Linked DNA regions of Rattus norvegicus: region 2 is linked to region 1. The links are chromatin contacts, called in public Hi-C maps. All regions are on one chromosome and are shown on one strand. The core of a region is the stretch at or near the end of the contact, and the rest is flanking DNA. Distances in the headings are between cores, read along the strand shown.

Evidence for each region. A called contact is a pair of places that touch in the nucleus more often than the background predicts.
Region 2: a Hi-C map of liver shows a contact between it and region 1, with 2.0 times the contacts expected there. The contact joins the enhancer-like site here to the promoter of Scarb1 in region 1. A contact is called at or near these places in 2 of 12 Hi-C or Micro-C datasets (hepatocytes and liver).

What each region holds. Positions count from the first base shown.
Region 1 is chr12:36,953,303-36,960,481 of GRCr8, reverse strand. It overlaps Scarb1 (scavenger receptor class B, member 1), which reads right to left and starts at 2,986. Exons shown (of 13, transcript NM_031541.2): 1 at 2,659-2,986. The coding sequence starts at 2,784.
Region 2 is chr12:37,022,180-37,029,450 of GRCr8, reverse strand. It overlaps Scarb1 (scavenger receptor class B, member 1), which reads right to left. Exons shown (of 13, transcript NM_031541.2): 13 at 5,469-6,212. LOC120095963 (a long non-coding RNA gene) reads left to right here. Exons shown (of 3, transcript XR_005491951.2): 3 at 1-236. Among named protein-coding and RNA genes, the nearest start is that of Scarb1, 68 kb to the right of the region's middle. Within about 2 kb of position 2,495, at least 35 of the 93 cell types and tissues checked have an H3K27ac peak or open chromatin away from gene starts, as enhancers often do. A contact at or near this core is called in hepatocytes and liver, where this site is marked.

The sequences.
Region 1 (7,179 bases), core at 1,737-4,236:
AAGTGCAAGGCCCTGAGTCAGTCCTCAGCTCCAAAAAAAAAAAAAAAAGACTCTGATCTTGACATGTGTGGTAAGCCTATTCGTACAGGTATATGAGTGCGGTGCCTGTGCGTGCAGGCACACGCACACACACACACACACACACACACACACACACACACACACACTGTATTTAAGCCAGGCATGGCATACACCTTTAATCCTAATACTGGGCAGAGGTAGGTGGATCTCCGTGAGCTTGAGGCCAGCCTGGGCTACATGCTGAGTTCCTGGGCTATGTAGTGAGACCATGACACAAGAGAAAGGAAGGAAAGAAGGGAGGAAGGAAAAAAGGAAAAGCACAGGTTTTGTAAAAGATGTCCATTAGAGCTGGGGAGCTGGCTCAGTGGGCAAAGCGCTTGCTAGGCAAGCATGAGGACTTGAGTTCAAACTCCTGGCAGTACATACAGTATCGGGCATCATCGAGAGTGCACCTATATAACCCCAGAGACAGGGGAATAGCTGTCTAGTTCATCGAGAGACCCTATCTGTAAGGAAGGAGATTTGCTGACCTACACAAATATACTTATGTAAAAAAAAAAAAAAAGAATAACATCAGAAGAAAGAGCAAATTCTCTCTTCTCTCTCTTTCTCTCTCCCCCTCCCTCCCTCTCCCCCTTCCCTCTCCTCTCCCCCTTCCCCACTCTGTGTGGTGTGTGTGTGTGTGTGTGTGTGTGTGTGTGTGTGTGTGTGTGTGTGTGTGTGTCAGGGAACCCAAGGCCTGCCGTGTGCTGGATAAGTCCTCTACCAATAAGCTACACCCCTAGTCCTGATTTTCCCCCCTTAAACAACTAAGTATCCCTCCCTTTCATACATCAACTTCTTTAACTTAAAAAAAAAATAAATAAAATGTGAACATTTAAAAGACAAGGCTTCCATTCAAGTAGCACAGAAGGAAAGTGTCCAAAGTCAACTCCAGGGTCCCTCCCTGCTCCCCTCCACTGCTACCCTCCTGCCTTCTCCTGAAGTGAGCTTTTTTTCCTCCCTCAAGAGGTCGGCTCCGCTCCAGCCACCGGGGCCTCTAAGAAGAGGCTGTCTTGGGCTAGGCGTGTCTTTCTGTCTTCCTTCCTTCACGCCACTCAGCCCCCAACCAATCGCCTTTGGGATTTTCATAAGTAGGGTTCTGGAAGCCGCTAGCTCAAACGGTAAACCTCCAAGCTTCCAGCTATGGGGCAACTCAGTCAGACGTGGTTTTCCCTTCTCAAGCCCAGCTCAGATGGGACCCTGACTGATCGAAGAGGCAGGCACGGTACCAACGCTATCACTCACCCACACATCCCACCCTCCCCACCCCCTCAACCCCTCCCCACCCCCAACATCTTTAGTCTCTGTGCCAACTGAAAATAAGAAAACAGTCCAGAGAGGAATCTGGGGAAGGAACCAGTTCAGATTCCTCCTCACCCCCAAACAGGAGAACAGGGGACACCTGCTCACTCTACCCACTACAGGCTGGCTGAGCAGGAAGCCCAGTACACGTGACGGGTACACATGGCCAGGTCCTGACTGAAACCAAGGGCTCCTACTGAGATGATGCTGTCACCGCTACTTTGCTGGCCCTAACAGAAAGGCCCAGAGCAGTTCGGATGCTCCAACAAGAATGATCTTCCCTCCACCCAAGACACCATAACTCCTGGGACGCTGGAACTTCTTGGCAACTATAATCTTCACGTACAGGAGTTGAAAATCCAAAGCAATAGATATGTCAGTGTGGCCAAGAGGACTTAGAAATGCCCATCACAACTCCAGGAAAGCCACCTGTGGCTCCATCCGGAAGACCAGCCAGGACCTGGGAGGTGGCGGCCAGCCAAAGAGGGAGTATCCCTCATTCATTCCCTCCTTTCAGCGGGCAATGGGACACAGTACATGAAGCCATTCTTAAACTCCCAGTAAACAAACCCGCTAAGAGGTGAGATGTCAGTCAATCCTGTGACAACAGCTTCTTGGGGATCCCAGGTCCAGTTCGAACTGGTTGTTCCCTGAAGGCCAGCCTCCGTTTCCCCTTCCGTGGGAACTCAGCATGTCAGAAAAAACACTGGAGATTTTTTTACTCGGTAATCTCCAGGACTTACTTAATGAGCTCTGGGCTCATTCGGAGGACACCGGATCCCAGGGCAGAGTCTGTAGCTGGACCGGCACCGCCCGCCTAATATCGGTCCCCGGTTGAAAGGGCAAAACAGGGCCTAGGGCTGAGATCAAGGGAGAGGCCCGGCTGCCTGCCCTCGGCAGACCCGAGTAGTGTCTGCCTCTGCCAGTGCGTGGGAGCAGAAAGCTGCTTAACTCTCGAGATTGGCTGGCAGTGTGGGGGCGACCCAGGGCATCTTTGGGGCATCTAGGCGGGAGGAAACAGGCAGAGCACCCAGAGAACTGGGCGCCCTTAGAAGCCTCACAGATGTACTGGGGTTTAGCACAGCTCTTGAGGTTACTAGGTCCAGTCACCAGTCGGTGTGTGCTGAAGGGCCAGGCCACACTTCTGCTTCAGTGAGGATCAGGCCCCTGGGACGCTAGTGACTCAGACCTCCAAGGCTCTGGGGTGAGCCTGGGCCTCTCAGGTGGTGAGAAGGTAGCACCACCGTCCCATCCTGCGTCCCGATCCTCCTCACCCCAGGACCCTTCACTCACCTTGAGCACCTGCTGCTTGATGAGCGAGGGCACCATGAGAATCATGATAACGCCGAGCGCAGCACACAGCAGCCCTAGAACGCCCAGCCCCAAGGCCACCCAGCGTGCCCTGGAGCTGACGCCCATGTCCGCGTGCGCGGCCGAGAGTCGCTGGGCTCAGGACCTGAAGGGGACGGCGACAGAGGCGACGGAGGCCACAGAGATGACAGAAACCGAGCAGCAAGGTGTGTGCCTGACAGTGGCCAGAGCAGCAGTAGCCCTGCAGGTGGCCAGAGGTTTTATGCGCCATGGCCCGGGCAGCCCGCCCCCGTGTTCGGCGCGGGATTCCGGCTAGGGGTGGGAAAAGGCGGGGAGTGGGCGGTGCTCTGATGGTGAGGCGTGGGCGTGGCCTATGTCGGGAGCCGCCCCTCCGAAGTGCTGGGCTTTCCAAGCTCTTGCAGGGTCTGTATATCCGCTGTGTGTTTCCCCCACGCTTCCTGCTCTTGTCGCTGGCCTAGGTGGGAACCGATGCGCTCACCACAGAGGGCAGAAGTCCCTGGCACCGTCTGCATCCGCTACACCCCGCTCCTGCCACCTCTTCTCTCTTCCGACTCCTGCCAATGCCTCCCGCTCCCCTGCATCAATTGCAGTCGCCAGGGCCAGCCTCCGGGCCATGCACACCCTCCACTCAATTCCGTATCCCTCGGGACCTTTTGCATTCCCTGCACTCGGAACTCCGTATCCCTTTGGGCTTTTGCACATTCTCCATTCTGTGTCCCTCGCGGCCTTGATGCACTGTCCCCTCGGAATTCCGTGTCTCCCAGGACCTTCGCACACCCTTTGCTCAGAATTCCGTGTCCCTCGAGGCCTTAAGCACACCCTCCACTCAAAACTCCAGGCCCCAGACACACGCTGGGCCCCTGATTCCATCCAGGAAGGTGTTTGAGGGGCTTATCAGGATGCCGGGCCACTATGCTCCCTGCTGACTCTTCCTTATCACCCAGAGCCACCAGCTCAGCTGAACTCAGTTCTGCGTTCTTTGGCCTTAAGCCCCACTCAGGATACCTGCAGGGTGGTGGGGACTCTGTCTTGCCCTGCCCTGCCCTGCCCAGTGCCCAGTTAGTTCATTCCCAGCCCACAGCCAGAGCCTTTAACTCTAAGCACTCCCTGTTACAGCCAAAAAACAGAGACATAGGGTAACTTCCTCAGTGAGGGCAAGGCGGCCTGCTTCCCACTCAGGACACAAAGGATAGATATGCAGCTGAGAAAACCCAGCCCCACACCTGTCAAAACTGAGTCCTAGCTCCCGTTAAAACCCAGAAGGTCTCCTCTTGGGAACCACCTTCAGCAACATGACCCAGAGTCAGGATTTACTCAACACCTAGTAAGTTCTGCAGAAACAGCCAAGTCATCTTTCCAGCCCTGACAGATTCCACCAGACACACAAGAGTAAGCTGGAGGACTGGAGAGATGGCTCAGCAGTTAAGAGCACTGACTGTTCTTCCAGAGGTCCTGAGTTCAAATCCTACCAACCACATGGTGGCTCACGACCATCTGTAATGAGATCTGATGCCCTCTTCTGGTGTCTGAAGACAACTATAGTGTACTTATATGATGAAATACACATCGATAGACATGGTTCAGTGGTTAAGAGCACTGGCTGCTCTTGCAGAAGACCTGGGTTCAATTCCCAGCACCCGCACAACAGTACACAACATCCTTAATGGATGGAACTTAAGTTCCAGGGGATCCGATGCCCTCCTCTGACCTGGTGCACAGACATACATGCAGGAAAGACAATTGCATACATAAAACAAGTAAGTCTAAGACAAAAACAAGCTCTAGCCGGATGGCCAGCCAGACTTCTCTGACCAGTGAGACCCGGTACCCAGTAGGTATATTCTGTCTCGAACAGCACATTCTGGTACACCCACACAAACATGTGTACACACACAGACACAGAAAGGAGGCTAGGGGTTCAGTGGTCCAAGGAGCAGAGGTGGGTGGGACCTTAGAACCACAACTGTGTTACACCTGCACCTTCCAGGTTCAAAGGCTGATGAGCTACCAACAGGCTTTAAGCTCTACAGAGGAGGGTGTGAGGGGGGCAGAGGGGCCTCAGGACTCCTGAGTGGGAGTCTTCACAGCCCAGGTTCCTCTGAACCTGCTCCCTCTTCATGCTCCTGACGGAGGTCGGGGCTTGGAAGTTTCTCCAGAACCTACTTGGTGGTCCCTGAGAGGAGCCTTTCTAGGTTTTCATGGGTAGCCCATGTTCTTTAGCCTAGGGTTACCTGATGTCACTACTGGGCCATTCTATGTGACCCAGGAGGAGTCGAATGGGGCAGCAGCATTCTGGAGAGCTAAGGATCTGGTCTGATATCATCTCAGATGGGCAGGACTGGGTTGTTGGTTTTTTTTTTTTAATATTTATTTATTTATTATATAAGTACACTATAGCTGTCTTCAGACACACCAGAAGAGGGCATCAGATCCCATTACAGATGATTGTGAGCCACCATGTGGTTGCTGGGATTTGAACTCAGGACCTCTGGAAGAGCACAGTCAGTGCTCTTAACCACTGAGCCATCTCTCCAGCCTAGGACTGGGTTTTCAAAGCTGTGATTATCCACCATGTGAAGGAATTCTCTAGATCCTCCTCTGACAAGTTTTATGAAAGAAGGCTTCAAGTCCGATTTGTTGAAAATGGGGGTCTTTATGGGTATGGTGGTGGGTGCCTTTGATCCCAGCACTTGGGAGGGAGAGGTAAGAGAAACAGGAGCTCAAGGCCAGCCTGGGCTATATGAAGTCCTATCTCAAGCCAAAGAAAAGGGCTGGAGAGGTGGCTCATCAAGTAAAGACACTGGCACACAAGCCTGAAGACCTGAGTTGGAGTCCAAGAACCCATGCTGGATGCACAGAACAGACTCGGGTGCCATGGCTATCCCATACACAATAACAATAATTGATAAAATTTAAATTGAAAGAAAAGAGAGTGTTCTGTTCAGTTGAAATGGTTTTATTTATCGCTCTAGAGAGGGAGGCTGGGTTTTTTTTTTTTTTTTTTTTTGGTGATTTTTTTTTTTAAATCTTGTGTATTTGTACAGTTTCACAAGGCCAGGAAAGGGTGACAGATCTCCCGAAACTGAAGTTACAGGCAGTTGTGAGCCACCGTGTGGGTGCCCGGAACCAAATTCAGATTCTCCACAACAACAGCGAGCGCTCTTTTTTTTTTTTTTTTTTTTCTTTATTAACTTGAGTATTTCTTTTTTTTTTTTTTTTCTTTTTTTCGGAGCTGGGGACTGAACCCAGGGCCTTGCGCTTCCTAGGCAAGTGCTCTACCACTGAGCTAAATCCCCAACCCCTAACTTGAGTATTTCTTATTTACATTTCTTTTTCTTAAGATTTATTATAAATAAGTACACTGTAGCTGTCCAGACACACCAGAAGAGGGCATCAGATCTCATTACAGATGGTTGTGAGCCACCATGTGGTTGCTGGGACTTGAACTCAGGACCTCTGGAAGAGCAGTCAGTGCTCTTAACCACTGAGCCATCTCTCCAGCCTTCTTATTTACATTTCAATTGTTATTCCCTTTCCCGGTTTCCGGGCCAACATCCCCCTAACCCCTCCCCATCCCCTTCTATATGGGTGTTCCCCTCTCCATCCTCCCCCATTACACACCCCCACCCCACCCCCCACAGCGAGCTCTCTTAACCACTGAGCTATTGCTCCATCCCGCCCTAACCCCTCCCCATCCCCTTCTATATGGGTGTTCCCCTCTCCATCCTCCCCCACTACACCCCCCACCCCCAGCGAGCTCTCTTAACCACTGAGCTATTGCTCCATCCCGGAAGTGGGTCCTTTTTGAGTAGCAGTGTATTCCCTGGCACCTAGCAGAACCACGCCTAGCAAACCGCCCAGCAGGTACTGGATTAAAAAAAAATGAAGCACTCGGATTGACAAGATGCTTCCGTGAACAAAGAGCATTGGTTGCCAAGCTTGACGAACTAAATTCAACCCCCAGGACCTTACTCAGTAGAAGTCAAGAACTCACTCCCTCAAGTTAACCTCTGACCCCCAAGGTTCATATACACAAAATGAATGCGTGTAGCCAGGCCTGGTGGTGTACACTCTTTATGCTACCACCGAGAGGCAGAGGCAGGTGGATTTCTGGGAGCGGAAGGGCAGCCTGGTCTACTTAGCCAGGGCTACATCAGGAAACAAAATAAACAAATGTAAAACACGTTTTAAAGGTTTAAGCAGGGCTGGAGAGATGGCTCAGTGGTTAAGAGCACTGAACTGCTCTTCCGAGGTCCTGAGTGCAAATCCCAGCAACCACATGGTGGCTCACAACCATCTGTAATGGGATCTGATGCCCTCTGAAGACAGCCACAATATACTTATATATAATGAATAAAATAAATCTTTAAAAAAAGGTTTAAGCTGGGCTGGAGAGATGGCTCAGTGGTTAAGAGCACTGACTGCTCTTCCAGAGGTCCTGAGTTCAATTCCCAGCAACCACATGGTGGCTTACAACCATCT
Region 2 (7,271 bases), core at 1,246-3,745, 69 kb before region 1:
TTGGCTTCAAATTCATCGTTGCCCTGCTTCAGCCTGTTGAGGTCTGCACCACACTGCTGTTCACGGCCCAAGTCCTAATCATGAGCCCTGGGTTTTAGTTTCGGGGCTCCTGAACAAGCCTCTTAGTGTTAAGACCCTTTCAAATTCTAAAGATTAAGAAAGAAATATTTCTGGCGTGGGAGAGGCGCTCTGGAACACTCATAAAATAAAATTCCTTAAGGTTGCCCATCCCCGAATCAGTCTGTGGATAGTTAATGACGGGGTTTCCACCTCCCAAGAACCGAGGGACACTGGCCAACCTTACAGACGCCACGCGTCATCCTTTGTGTGCAACCCGCCCTCCAGTGGTCAGTTCTGGAATTGCACAGAAGTCGGTCCTGGATTTTTTTTTTTCTTTTTAACTGGATGCGGGTTGAGGGGGTTGTCTTCAGAATAGGGAAAAGCTACCTACGTGTTTAAGGACAAGCTGTAGCAGACGAAATCTCAGAAAGACTCCTGGGAAGAACAGAAGTGGAAGCCCAGGCTGCCTATGAGAGCCAGGAGCGGCCTGGCCGACCGTCCCACATACTCCAGGGACAGATCAAAACACGACGGTGTGGTGAACGCGAATGCAGGCAGAGGTTCCACCCACCTCCTTGGCTGTTCCACCCCCTGCAGAGGCTCTGGCTTTCGCTCATTGCTTTTTTTTCTTTTCCTGAGGTGGGCTTCACCTTCAGCCCAAATTGTCCTAGAACTCACGATCCCCTGGCTTCAGCCTCATGAATGCCGGGCTGACACCAAGGAGTCTGGCTCCATTTTGATTTGCCTAACAATAGTCTCATGCAGCCCAGGCTGGCTCTACCTTCTTGTGTACCTCATTTATTCCCTGAATTCCCGAGGCTTCTGTCACTGCCTCTTGGGTGCACTGTCTTAAAGGGGTGGGGGTTGCTCGGGTCTGGGACTCGGCCGTGCCCCTTAAAAGAAGCAGCAGGAGAGCAAAACCATCTGAGAGGAAGGGTGTTGGTTGGGCGACTCCGGAGACCTGCACCCCACCCCAGGACCCTGGTGCCAAGCACACAGCGGGCTCCGGGCAGATATTTCCTGAAAAAGTTGACGTGCTCCAGGGTCACATACCAGAGTTTCCATCACAATGCCAGGGCTGGAGGCAGGGGCCGTACTCCAACAACCAGAGTTAAGATTCCATAGCATCCTGGCATCAACTGGGGTACAAAAGCACTGTAGGGGTGCTGAGGTGAAAAAACTGAGTGAGCAGTTATCACGGGTCGGGTGGGGGCATCCTAGTTTCATTTCTATCTCTGTGACAAGAGTAGCATGGAGAAACAAGGGACATTTCACTTACAGTTTCAAGTCTATTATTCCGGGGAGGTACAGGCAGGGACTCAGGCAGTGAGTCACATCACATCCACAGTCAGGAGCAGAGAGGAAATGGGACACACCCATGGTGCCTGCTTGCTCATGCTCAGCTAATTTTCTTCACTCTTACACAGGTCAGGACCCGGCCTAGGGAATGGCACCGCCCACAGTCGGGGTGAATCTTCCCACTTTAATTAACGATCAAGGCAAATACTCACACATGGGCCCCCCGAGACCAGTTTGATCTGTGTAGTTCCTCTCTGAGGGATTCTCTCTCCCTCACCCTTTCTTCCCAAGTGATTCTACGTTGTGTCAAGTTGACATCTTTAATTTACCAGCACGGAGGGCTTCCCATAGGAGGCAGGAGAACTAGGGATAGGGTAGCTGATGAAAGTGAGGCCTGGGTGAGGCAGGAGATGATCGAGGTGACACACCCTCCATTGGTAGCATAGGAGGTGGTGACAGTGTACAGAGCATCCTCCGAGAACTAGGAGCTACTGGATACTGAAGGGCCTGCAGGTTTAAGGGCTGTGTGTCACATGAACATAGAATTCTGGGCAAACTAGGCCCAGCATCTCACAGACACATGGCTTCTTCCTCTTTGAAAATTTAATTCTTGAAGCCAGGTGTGGCGAATGCCTTTGATCCCAGCACTTGGGAGGCAGACACAGGTGGATCTCTGACTTCAAGGCCAGCCTGGCTACACAGAAGAATCCTGTCTCAAAAAACAAAAACAAAACAGAAAACAAACAACAAAAACAAAAACAAAAGAGGAGGGGCTGGAGGGATAGCTCAGCTAATAACGTGGAAATAAACACAAGGATGTGAGTCCGAGTCCTGAGAGAGAGGGAGGGAGGGAGGGAGGGAGGGAGGGAGGGAGAGAGAGAGAGAGAGAGAGAGAGAGAGAGAGAGAGAGAGAGAGAGAGAGAGAGAGAGAGAGAGAGAGAGAGAGAGAGAGAGAGAGAGGGAGGGAGAGAGAGAGCGCGCGCCCAAGCCCAAACCAAAAGGATCCTTTTCCAGGAGCCAGCAGGGGGCGCTATAAGCGGCTGTTCCCTTTTGGGGCTTTGGGGCCTCCGCACAGCACAGACCTCTTCTACACACACACCCATGGGGGAGCCTTCCCACACTAGTTCCCAGAAGGCTGCAGATTGGGCAACCAGCTTTTGCAAGCGGGTTATTTCCATTCTCTGGCTTTCTATAAATGTGGAGAGAGATCAGTGGGTGTGCCGGTCCACAGGGTAAAAATACCCGGGTGATTGACGGCTGACAATAGGTGGCAGCCATCCGATCCCTGCGTACTGCTCTGCAGGGGAGGCGTCCCCGCAGCCAACTGGACAGGCGCCCCGCTGCCTGGTTCCTTCTGAGAATATTTGGAACAGACAGAGCTTGCCTGCTGCCAAATGTTACACACTGAGAGGAAGGTCAGTGTGTATATAGAGGTGGGGAGGTAGCGCTGGGGAAGTGGAACTTGAACCTCAAGCTTTGCTTTGCTCTGCTCTGCTTTGTTTTGTTTTGTTTTGTTTTGTTTTGTTTTGTTTTGGTTTTGAGACAGGGTTTCTCTGTGTAACCCCGGCCATCTTGGAACTCACTCTGTAGACCAGGCTGGCCTTGAACTCAAGAGATCCACCTGCCTCTGCCTCTGGAGTTCTGGGATTAGAAGAATGTTACCACCACCTCACTACTTTTGGCTTGGGGGGGGGTTGTTTTGTTTTTATTTAAGAGGGAATCTCACTACATAGTCTAGCTGGCTTGTACCTTGCTGTGTAAACCGAGTTAGCCTCGAATTCACAGAGATCCTCTGTCTTCTGAGTGCTGGGATTAAAGGATTGTGCCATCACACCATCACAACACCTCCTCCTCCTCCTCCTCCTCCTCCTCCTCCTCCTTCTCCTCCTCTTCCTCCTCCCCCCTCCTCCCCCACTTTCTTCTTCCACCAGTTCTTACATAGCCTCAGGCTGGTCTTGAACTTGTGATGTAGCTCGAAATGACCTTGAACTTCTGATCTTCTTGCCTCTACCTCACACCTTTGCCCGCAGTTCATTCGATGCCGGGGATCTATCCCAAAGCTTTTTGCCCGCTAGGTGAACAGTCTGCCCACTGAACTCCAGTTCCAGTCCCTACTCTGTGTACACTTGAGCAGTGGGTCCTCAGATAGGACCATGCATTAAAACTCACAGAAGCACATAGATTCTTCCATTCTGTGTGCAGGGAAACTTCATAAACTACGTGTGGCAGAAAAGGCCGCCCGAGACAATGTCCACAGTCAGCAAAACATGACAGGCTAATGAGGCCAGACCTAGTGACTAGAGTGGGGTGTCCTGTTAGGGGCTGAATGTGTTTAGTCCCTTACCCAGTGAAAGGAGATCTGACCGCATGGGGCTCTGTTTGCTGGTAACAGATTAAGGTGGAGGGAGGTCCCAGGCCAGAGTTGAGTTTCCACACACCTATAAAAGCCAAGTAAAGGGGTTGGGGATTTGGCTCAGTGGCAGAGCGCTTGCCTAGCAAGCGCAAGGCCCTGGGTTCGGTCCTCAGCTCCGAAAAAAAGAAAAAAGAAAAAAAAAAAAAAGCAGCCATGTAAGACACAGACACCTGCAGGGCAGGGGACAAACATCCCCAGAACCCCAGCCAGCCTGACCCAACCTTCCTGAGCCTCCAGACTCCTGAGCATGGGTGTCTGCCTGAGTCCTCCTGCCCTCTGTCTGTGGTGCAATAGAAGCAGGCACAGAAACCAGACCAGGAAAGTCACAAGGAACCCAGGCAGAGGTGCATGTCTCTGGTCCCAGCCATGCAGAAGGATAAGGCCAGAAGATTCCTTGAGCCCAGAAGTTCCCAACCAACCTGAGTAGCACAGAAAGGCTGTTTATCCCCAGTCATAGAAATAATAAATCTGGTGCACACCTTTAATCCCAGCACTTAGGAGGCAGAGGCAGGTGGATCTGTGAGTTCGAGACCAGCCTGGTCTATGGAGTGAGTTCTAGGACAGCCTGGGCTACAGAGAGAAACCCTGTCTTGGAGAAAAGAAATCTGGATATGGTGGGGGTATGCCTGCCATCCCAGCATTTGGGGCAGAGAGGCAAGAGGATGACAGGTTCCAGCCCAACTTTTCCTAACAAAGGTAGAACCTGTCTTACAAAACAAAACAAAAAAAAATATTAGCTTCACGTAGAGGTTTGTGTCCCACAGCATAATGGAGTGAATAATATGAGGTAGAAGAAAACTTTCAATGGCTCTAGGGCAGGAAGTAAGCAGTGCCAGTTGAAGAAGAAGTGCAGGGCCAGCGAGATGGCTCAGCGGGTTGAGGAGCTTGCTGCCAAACTGGAGGAACTGAGTTCAACACCCCCCCCTCACCTCCCAGGATCCACATGGTGAAGACAGAACCAATTCTTGCAGGTCACCCTCTGACCTACACATCTGTGCCATGGCATGGACCCACACACAATAATAATTTTTTTCTAAGAAAGCAAGGGGGTGCAGACCATTGCAACCAGAGTGTCTTATGTATTTTTTTTAAGATTTATTTATTTTTTATGTATGGGAGTATACTGCAGCTATCTTTAGACACACTGGAAAAATCATCGGATCCTATTACAGATGGTTGTGAGCCACCATGTGGTTGCTGGGATTTGAACTCAGGACCTCTGCAAGAGCAATCAGTGCTCTTAACTGCTGAGCCATCTCTCCAGCCCCATCTATGTATTTTTTAATGTTCACAGTAAAAACCTCTTGCCCAGTTCCTAGTGGGTCCCTTGAGGGTAAAACACGATTTTATTCTAAAACAGGGACACCAGGGAGAATTCCTGCTTTAACTTGGGACAAAACTTAGATAGACCCTTCTTTCCAACCCTTTCCCCCCACACTCCCCAGGTTTGTTACTTGGGTAACAAGGGTGCTTTGGCCTTGAACCCTGACTATAGGAAGGCCCAGGGGACCCCATGGGACAGAGGAACGACAGAGGTGGCCTGTCTTGGTGCACCCAAGCCACGTACATTAGGTTTGAGGTGGAAAAATGACTTGCGGCTGGTCGGTGCTGGCCTCACACCAGGAGACACGTTGGCAGTCGTGGCCTGGATCCTGGAGCCCCAGCCCTGCCCAGAAAACAGTCACAGAAGCCAGTGTTGAATTTGTGAAAAGGTTTATTGCTTCAGTCATGACTTTCTTTCAAAAGACGATAAAATTTCTCTTCCAGTAGAAAAAAAGGGGTCGATTGTGGGACGCTGGGCCTCTGTATACCCTACCCTCTGGTGAGATATACTAGGTGCCAGGGGTAGACGGCCCACACCTCTCTCTTTGACCCCACGCCTGAAAAATAAGGACCCTGAGGGGGCCTGCCACCGCTGCCACTTACAGTGGCCAATTCAGTGTTCAGGTGACAGCAGAGACTGTAGGAGAAGGGCCAGATACAGCGCCAGAGTGTGTGTGCAGACTGGTCAGGATCTGGAACTGCTTGTCCAGCCGTGACGCAAGAGGCCGATGTTTGCCCAGCCCCTAGGAGTGACAGATCTGTGTCCTCTGTGGGAACTAAGGCTTTCAGCCTGCTGGAGAAAGACGGAGAAAGTCAGGAGCCCCGGCGGCGCCAGCTCCTACAGGAGGGGCAGCTACAGTTCCCACAGCCTGGCTCACAGGTCACTTAGAAGAGGTCGCCTGTGGCCCAACAGGCTCTACTCAGCAGCGGGTCTGTCCCTGGTCCCTGAGTGTTTCCGCACACTATGTGCCGTGTGGACAGTGTGACATCTGGGGGCTCAGGACGTGGCACTGGCGGGTTGTCCGCTGAGAGAGTCCTCGAGAAGTGGGGTGTAGGGACTGGGCGGCTGGTCTGACCAAGCTATCAGGTTTGGGGGGCTCGTGGTGTCTTCTGGGCCCTGTGGAGAAAAAAAGAAGCTGAGTCACTGGCCTGTCACCTAGCCCTGCCCTGCCTAACCCCTTATCCCACCAGCACAGAAAACACTTCACCACCCCAGCACTGTCTGCCATGAACCCAGAGATGCCGCCCCCTATACACGGGGACTCCTCAGTCATGTAGATCTCTGGGTTCCGTTGTCCCCCTTTAGAGATGGGGAAACGGAGGCCAGAGAGACTGGCCCGTTACAGAGAGGAGGACAGAACAGAGTCCGGAGTAGGTAGATAACACTGTCACACAGAGAAACTAGGATGGGCCTAAATGTCTGTCCACAGGAGGACATGTTTAAAATGCTGTCTCAAGGGGTTGGGGATTTAGCTCAGTGGTAGAGCGCTTACCTAGGAAGCGCAAGGCCCTGGGTTCGGTCCCCAGCTCCGAAAAAAAGAACCAAAAAAATAAATAAATAAATAAATAAATAAATAAATAAAATGCTGTCTCAGGACAGGCCAGGGACAGCTGTTAAAACTGGCTGTTGTTCATAGAGGTAAGAAACACCATCTCACCAGACTGCTGTAATGGTGGCCACTGGGCCTTAGGGACAGTAGGGTGTTGGGGAAAGGGTATACAGAACAGGAAAAGATGGCTGAGGTAAGTCGAGAGACTCCGAGTCGAGAAGACTTCCCAACTTGGGAAAATGAATGGAAGGCAGGGAGAAGAGCACTGGGCGCCCCTGCCCTGCAAACCCCACCCCTCCCCTAGTGGCAGGGAAGGAAACTGCAGGGAGGCGTCTTCTCCTTGGACCAAAGCCAGTAGCCCTGCCCCCAGCACCCCAGCATTTGAGAAAGTCTCAGGGTGCTAGGGGGCGATGCTCAGAGGAGGAACAGACTAAGTAAAAGGCCCTGCCTTCAATCCCCAGCATCTCACACACACACACGGACAGACAAAATCAGAAGTAAAGTGGGGGGGCGGCAGGGAAGGGGACACAAGGTACAGTAGAGGTGCATGCACTTGGGAGACTGAGGCAGGAGGATCGCTTGTCTTGTAGGTTGGTCTCCCCCATGAAAAACACACACAACAAAGC